Linked DNA regions of Zea mays: region 2 is linked to region 1. Evidence: chromatin contacts called from public Hi-C data. All regions are on one chromosome and are shown on one strand. The core of a region is the stretch at or near the end of the contact, and the rest is flanking DNA. Distances in the headings are between cores, read along the strand shown. Region 1 holds the start of LOC100382733 (alpha/beta-Hydrolases superfamily protein). Region 2 holds the start of LOC100277511 (AT4g33690/T16L1_180-like protein).

Region 1 (4,288 bases), core at 1,156-3,655:
AATAGTAATTAATAATATAAAAATAGATAAGGCATGTGTCAAAAGTATATTAAACAGAAGTGGAGTAAGATGTATTGGCTTTGAGGTTATTTCACATCTAAAGATTTTGTTTTATTTTTCCCATTAATATTTTTATCAATTTTTTAGCAAGTATCATTATGAGCTTAAGGAAACATGCCTTGAGTGATCCAAAAGTTACAATTACTTCGCAACAAATCTTTGTTACAAGCATTATTTAAGTTCTCACAGTGATGGATAGCACTTAGCCAAAATATCATATACTTATCATATTAATCATACCAATTCATGGCAGGTGGAGATGGTAGAACACAAGAAAATGAAACACTACAAGAATCACATGTCAACTATAAGATTGTGGCATCACCTAGATGAACAAAGCTGTTACTAGTGTGCACGCATGGCACCAACGCTACTAACCTAAATTCCATAGACTTTGAAGTCAATTTAGTAGTTTACAGTAAGATCCAAGAAACAGCAAAGGATGCAAGAATACCTGAATATGTTTGCATGATAAATAAATTCTTCAGTTCCCATTCAAGAAAAAAAATTATTGCCCATTTCAAGTTTACGTAACCTTATTTATCGATATAAACCATGGTGCAACATAGTTACATCATGACAGCCTTTGTTTCCAAATTCAGTATTCCCTCTGTACCGAATTATAAGATGGTTTAGCATTTCTAAATACATAGTTTTTATTATGTATCTAGACATAATGTATATCTAGATGCGTAGTACAAATTATGAATCTAGAAAAGTCAAAGGATCTTATGATTTGGAAGAGTAGGTGTTAAATTGAAATATTATGATCAAATTTATGCAATCTCAAGTATCGGGGGGGGGGGGGGGGGGGGGCAGAAAATACTATTTCGACTTACTCAGTAGCTAAAAGCCCATCTGTGAGGCCACCAATGAAGATCACCTGATGGTTAAAATCCCCAGTCCTGAATGCTACCTGAAAGAAGAAAAGTGAAGTTATAGCACAAAGCCATTGATTAATGCAGCACTAGCAAAATATATCCAAAAAGAGTTAGCTTAGGTTTACTCCAGATTTTTTTTTAAAAAAAAAGAAGATATTGAAGAAACCACACAGCACTCAAAAGAACTGAACATAGAGGCATCTGTACCATAACTTTCAAGGGTTGCAAATCTATCCAGACCAAAAAAACGAAATACAAGGTATTTCCCTGCAGAATAAGATTCCCAAGAATACTAGTGGGTATGATTGTCATTCTTATGTTCTAAAAGCTGAGAAACAATTGATCTTATTGGAGCTGCAAATGCAATTACAGGTGTCCCAAGTCCAAAAGTAGTAAAAATTGCCACAAGCATGTACGAAGTCACCTTAGTACAGACCTGATTGTAACAATAAATAAAGAACTAAAATACAGTCTTCTACCAGACAATAGAAACTCGGCATGATTAAAAAAATCCATGGTGAAAAGCAAGAGCGCTAAAGATAGGAAGCAAGCAAACCACAAGAATAACCATGGTGCATAAGGACGACCACTGCCTTCAGCCGGAAATGTCACAGAAACTAAGAGGCAAGCAGCAAAAGGGACATAGCCGTGTAACATTACCCAAAGAGAATTAAACCCTAGATCCAGACAGCAAATTGCCAAAACGGATCGCTAAATGTACCGCCTTTTTCAGAGGTTTTTTGAGCATCATAGAATCTTCCATATCCTATAGGAATCTAAACATGCACAAGGCACGCTTTAGGCATGCGTGAGAAAACGTAGGAGCCCCACTTGGTACAAAAGCAGAACTCCGAAACTAAAAAGTGAGATCTCGCATCTGGAATGTCGCAAAAGATCCCCTCCTTCCAGAGGCCGTGGCAGCACGCGGCGACGACCTTCTGGAAACTTACGGAACATCCAAGCCACGGATTCCACCGTCTAGCAGCTCCTAAAGTACTCGACGAACGCAACCGCGAAATGCTGTGACTAGTTCCATCTCGCCATCTCGGATTCCAGAACTTTCCTGGGGAAAAGCGGCGCGACGCGGGGAGGTGGGAGACGCCCGGCCCGTACCTGCGCAGATTTGGGGCCGTACTTGAACAGCGCCCCGCAGAGATGATTCCGCTTGCCTCCTCCGGAGCCGGCGCCGATTACGGACTTGGGCGCGTCGGGGAGGAACGCGGAGGCGGGGCCGGAGGCGGAGGCGGAGGCCGAGGCCGAGGCGACGCCGCCGGCCATGGTGGAGGAGGAGCGCGAGAGGCCGGAGAACCAGGAGGTGGGGGCCGGCGAGGTCATAGTAACGGCTGCGGCGGCTCCAGCGGCGCGCCTCACGGGCTCACGGCGTGGGCATCGCGGATGTGGCCATGTGGGGTCGGGTGGTTGGCGGCTGCGAATTTTCTGGGCTGGTTCTGGTTGGATCGAGCTGTTGTCAATCAAGACCAGCGGGAATGGAAACGGGTTCATTTTTTTACTATATTGAAATAAATTCGATAAAAAATATATAGGGGTGACGTCAACTCGACTGTATGATTGGCACTGATTGTCCCTGTACTGTGCGGTTGGTAAGTTTGCCGGACATATTTGTTTCTTTCAAGCTGGGCTGAAGCCAAAAGAAATCAGGTCACACGATAACATGAGCTAGAGCTAGCACGGCTGTAATGTACAGTATGATCTTTGGGGTTGTTTAGTTAGTCTGACTAAAGTTTAGACCGTGACAAATCGAATGTTTCAATGTCAATTATGAATACTAAATAAAGTCTAGTTAAAAAATCAATTACACAGATAAGAGATAAGGACTAAACGGTAAGACGAATCTGGCCTAATTAGTTCATAATTTGCCGAAGTGATGCTATAGTAAATATCTGCTAATGATGGATTGATTAGACTTAATAAATTCATCTTGTCGTTTAGCATTCATCTATATAATTAGTTTTCTAATTAGACTATACTTAATACTCGTAATTGGTATTCAAACCTCTATTGTGATACGGACTAAACTTTAGTAAAGAGAACCAAACATATTAACATAATAATAAACATAAATGTTCGGCTGTTGGTTTTCAAAGAGCTGCAAGTGCAGATGTACATTGTTGCTACATTATGTCCTTTCCATATAACCAGGCAGCATGAGTTGTTGATGCAGTCGGACAACTTCAATGAATCGATGAAATTGATATATAGAGCAATTAAACCGATATTGATTCTATTTTCTGTCGAAGGACTCTACGAATAGCCGTGTGTGGAGGTTGTCCTAAAATCAACAATGTCACCAAAAACACCGTTAAATCACGCATGAAGTCATGATGAACACTAAGATAGAAAGGAAAAGGATACTAAATTTGTTTTTGATCGATTGGATGTTAGATATCTCAATCGTTCATGATTGTCTTATATATGTTAAGGTGGTCTTATTCTAGTATAAAACAATTCAAATATGTGATTTGCAAGTTTCTCACATCAAAAAATTTTGGAAACTAATCGGTTCGGAATTCAGCAAAAGTTAGCCAAACTGGTTTTGAAAACCGGCTAAGTTAGCTTGGCAATAGGAATCCGACTTGGCCGACTCAGAACATTCGACTTGGACGGGTTTAGGGGTCGATCTGACCGGCTTTAGTAGGGTCAATACTTTTGCATATTATGCCCCTATTTTAGGTTAATACTCACGCGAACCTAAAACATAAAAGCACTAAATAGTGATGGTGTCCAACTCACTATATATCTAACATATAAGGACATGCATACATTTGGTTATATATGCATGCATGTATCCACTATTGTTTGGGAAGTAACATAGTCCTCTTGCCAACATTTAGAAAATATTTCTTCAAATATCTTTCATTGATTGCTCTCGGACTTGGATGAAGGCAATGAGGTGATCAAGGAGATCAACACCTCAAAGAAAGAAATTAGAATACTCGTTCAAGATTTATCAAAAACATATAAAAGTCTAACACACAAGATAAAAGAAGTCTAAACCAAGAAACACGAAGAAACAAAAAATAAGTTGTAGAGTGTTGGAACTTGCTGCCAGGTGCAAGGGGATCCAACGAGGGTGAGAGTTGACGTAAACAGGGTTCTCGCACGAGATGGCAAAAGCTCTGTTAATCTAGCCTCTCAAGGGCACTGTGCGGGGGTATTTATAGGTATCTGAGTGCCCAGCGTCCTGTGTTAAGGACGCATGTGCCCTCAGACATCTAGGTTATCCCCGGAATATTCCCATAAAGCGGGGTTACAGACCGTAATTACAGGGATGCCTTTACAAATTAGGCCCGTAACGCGCAGCGGCCACGCAGGGCCTGTTACAATGG
Region 2 (4,288 bases), core at 536-3,035, 270 kb after region 1:
CTGTAGCACATCATTCATTACATTAATGCCCCGATTGGTTCTCAGGAGTTGAAAAGTAACCTAATATTAAAATGAGAAACAATTTCTAGATATTTGTTTCAATTAATGTGATCCAAACAGGCATTAATAGTAATAATATACATTGAGAAGGATAAACTGTTACGAAATTCCGAGTACAAAATATTGAAAATGTCAGCATACTAAGCTGTACCAAACGGCAAGCCACCTCCCAGTCCCATGTGTTCAATCCCGGTGACGAATTCACTGCCACACAATCCCGGTGACGAAACCATAGCTCCCGAGAGCGACATTTTCACCGGAGATCAGCCTGGCGCACCGGACACTGTCAGGTGCGTCACCGAACAGTCTTGTGTGCCAGACTGAGCTGAATTTTGGCTGCACCGAGCCAAGTAATTTTGGTTTCTTTTATTCTTCTTTTCTCACTATTTCTAGCACTTAGATAACTTCATTAGTATTCAAAAACAAATGTACTAAGTCTAGAAACATACCTCATGTCTTGATTTGCACTTTTTCAATCTTTGGTACATTAGGACTTAAAGAATATGTGTTGGGCACTTAATCACCAAAACATTATAGAAATGGCCCAAAGGCACATTTTCCTTTCAAACTCACAAATAGAAATATTTCTTGTGGACGAGGGCATCAAGCATGAGTTCTCTTCTCCCTACACACCTCAACAAAATGGTGTAGTGGAGAGGAAGAATAAAACTCTACTGGACATAACTCGGCCAGGGCGTCTGTGTCAGGTTGGTACCCTTGGAAGTTGAGCAGGAACTTGTCGCGAAGCCCTTTCCAGGAATCAATGGACAGTGGCTGTAATCTGGTGTACCAAGTCAAGGTCAGGCCTTCGAGTGCGATGATGAAGGATTTGGCCATTGTGGCGTCGTCCCCTCCGGACGATGCGATGACTACCTGGTAGCTCATGATGTACTGAGCCGGATCGGTACTGTCGTTGTATTTGGGGTAGGTGCCGGCCCTGAAGTTGGCGGGCCAGGGCGATGCTTGGAGTTGTGGAGCCAGGGGTGTTTGAATGCACTATAACTAATAGTTAGAGAGTGTTTGAATGCATTAGAGTAATAGTTAGTGGTTAAAATTAGCCAAAGACATCCAAAACAATCCAACTAATAGTTCAATTATTAGATATTTTTAGTAAATTAGCTACTAGCTAGCTAATTATTTGTTAGCTAGCTAATTCTACTAGTATATTTTTAGCTAACTAACTATTAGATTTAGTGCATTCAAACACCCCTTTAGTTGGCTAAAAATCGTTAGTAGAATTAGTTAGCTAACAAATAGCTACCTAACTATTGACTATTTTACAAAAAAATAGCTAATAGCTGAACTATTAGCTACGGTGTTTAGATGTCTCAACTAATTTTAACTACTAACTATTATATTCAAACACCCCCTAAATATCCCTTATGATCCATAAGGTCAATATTACATCATTTTTGTTGTCTCTTCTTGAAAAACCTAAGGGCTTGTTTGGGACAAAGGGTAATGGAGGGGATTGAGGGAGCTATAATCCCTTACTATTCAAAATTAAGTAGTAGGGGATTCTAGCCCCCTCAATTCACTCCATTACCTTTGATCCCAAACAAGCCCTAATAGAATCTCTAGGACCTAAGCCGTTGGAGATAGCATCAGTGACAGTGATGTCACACGGCAATTTTAGCCGCAACGCTCCAGCTGTACCGCGAAACAAAATTTCTCTACTTTTCTTCGACCGTCCTACCCTATCCGCTCCCCTCGCCGGCGCCGCGGCGGCGGCGAGAAAGAGAGAACGCGCTCCTCTTCCTTCTCGACTCGATCTGCCCCTTCCAGCCCGCTCGCCCCTCATCGAGCGGCCTCCGTAGCCCTAGGTGATCCGCGCCTCCTTCCGCCGCAGCGGAACAGGACGCCTGACCGTCGACCGTCGAAGCGATTCCTCTCTCGCGGGCGTCCTCGTCTCGCCCTCCTCGCCTCCTCGGTGCCAGTGGGTCGGCGCGGGGAGGCATCCGTCCGGGCTACGGTCGATTTGTTCTCCACTTGGTAAGGATCAAGGAACCCTAACTTGTCTTGTTGCTTCTATGGATTGATTTTTTCTATGTTGCGACCTGTGAGAATCAAATCCAGTAGCTTAGTAAAATTTCCGAAGAAATTAATTTTGTATGCCAATTGAAGTTAAGGTTCAACTGGATCCCCACGGCTACACGTTCTTTGCTGTGCTCGTCATATATTGTTCTTGCGGTGCAGCAGCATCTTCATCTATGTGTATGATAGACCTGCTCTATATGTGGACGTTACTAGCTTGGTACACAGTTAAAAGGTTGGAAGGATCAGTTTATGCTTTATTGCAGAGTGTGGACAATTCTAATTTATGTTCAGTGGGATATATATACTTGCCCACGCCTGTTGACCTATTTGTGACAAATTGCTTATTAACTCATCCATGTAGCGAAAGGGCCTTTAGCTGAGTTGGCTAGGTCTGAGTAGTTAAAAAAATCCTCTCGTCTGTCCTATGCCAAAGCACAGGTCTAAGACCTGGTTGCGGTCGTTCTCACATGGGCTACAGTGTTGCTGTGTATGGGTGAGATAGGGGTTTTCTTGACCCGTGTGAGAAGGCCTTCTTCTCAATACAATGCTCGTGCGTTGTCTTACCCTCGGCAGGTCGAGTTTTTTTAACTCATCCATGCAAATTAACCTATTTTGGACAAATTGCTTTATTAATTCGTTGCTTGATTCTAGTCTTCTTTCATCACAATAGCATCACCACCATTAGTTATTTCAAAAAAATCTGGGGTTTTCAAATTAAGCCCTTTTGCCACATTTGATACTTTCATTCTTGATGAGCAGTTTTAGACACATCTTTTTGGCTAATAATGCTTTGATAAGTTGTTTTATCGGGATGGAAGCATATATATGGGGCACCTGTACTCCATTATTGTAATTACTCTTCAATGGACTGTTCCTGGAATATCTATTTTCTTAGTGTTTGTGTTATAATTTGTGAGTTGTATTGGCTCCCATGTATGTTCAGATCATTTGTGAAACTATATTTGTGCCGTTCACATTAGTACACAACCTGATAACAAAAATAGCATACTCCAAACAATAGTGTATGGTTCCTTCGCAACCAGTGTTGCCGTGCCTGTCAGCCTGTGCATGGTTCAGATCTATGCATCAACCTTGTCACGTCACTACGGTCTAGTTTGGGTACTCTAGTATTGAAGTGGTTTGGAGGGGTTGAAAAGTGTATAAATCCCCTATAGATCAAAAACTCGCACAATACATCTCAATCCACTCTAATCCCTTTCATTACTAGAGTACCCAAACTAGCCCTACGGTGAATGAGACTGTTTGAATCGTACACCTTCGCACCTGGATAATGGCTGTGAATGATATCCAATACTTTTGCATGGTCTATGAAATCACTGGCCTTTTACATTATAGTATGACAATTTTTTATTATTGTTTTTAATGTTATCTTATTTTTCTAATTACTAAAGATTTCATTTCTGGATTGCTAGCTGTTGAACTTTAAATAGACAATGGATCTGGAGACAGAAAATCGTCTTGCTTCTTTACTACTTGAAGAGGCCCGAAGATTACAATTAGAGGCTAACAGGGAAGGTGTTCAAGCATATCTGCGAAAACCTAATGTTAGGCATCGTCCAAACTCTCGGTTCCTCACAGCCACAGTTCGTGGAGTTCAGCAAGGTTAGCAATATGCAGTGAATTATTGTTGTCACTTGTTTTCTATATTTTCTATTTTCTTTGAGTAGATCTTGTAGAACAAATCTCTACTATATTTCAGTGGGAGTTTCTTCGTCCGTCTCTACCGTCGCGCTCAGCTTCTGCGTCCGCCCACCAATTAAAATTGCTGCCCAGCAAAAACAAAGCGAAGGGACACGAGGAATCGAACCCAGGCCACCAGGTCCAAAGTCTGGACGGCCAACCACCACACTATAGAACCAATTGTTGAGGATAGATATTGTAAATATTGTTAATACAGAAACCGTAGTAGCACACGGGCAACTGACTAGTCAACTTTGAAAAGACACTTGACTCATGTAATCCTGTAAAAAAATGAACTTGGCTCTTGTGAGTATATTGTCTTACGTTCTTAGGTAAAAAGTGTACTGGTCTGACATCGCTATTTTTTTAATGACATAATAATCAACATTAGAAAGCATGTTCAGCCGTGTAATCATTCTTGTGACTATTGACCTTACATTCTTTTTTTTTGGGGGGGGGGGGGTATACCGACCCTGTGTCACTAATTTTT

The links. A called contact is a pair of places that touch in the nucleus more often than the background predicts.
Region 2: a Hi-C map of ear shows a contact between it and region 1, with 4 times the contacts expected there. The contact joins the promoter of LOC100277511 here to the promoter of LOC100382733 in region 1. A contact is called at or near these places in 6 of 25 Hi-C or Micro-C datasets (bundle sheath, ear, endosperm and 3 more).

What each region holds. Positions count from the first base shown.
Region 1 is chr7:20,130,288-20,134,575 of Zm-B73-REFERENCE-NAM-5.0, forward strand. LOC100382733 (alpha/beta-Hydrolases superfamily protein) reads right to left here and starts at 2,406. Exons shown (of 9, transcript NM_001175452.1): 1 at 2,055-2,406; 2 at 900-976. The coding sequence starts at 2,276.
Region 2 is chr7:20,403,536-20,407,823 of Zm-B73-REFERENCE-NAM-5.0, forward strand. It overlaps LOC100277511 (AT4g33690/T16L1_180-like protein), which reads left to right and starts at 1,786. Exons shown (of 4, transcript NM_001151046.2): 1 at 1,786-2,052; 2 at 3,531-3,720. The coding sequence starts at 3,552.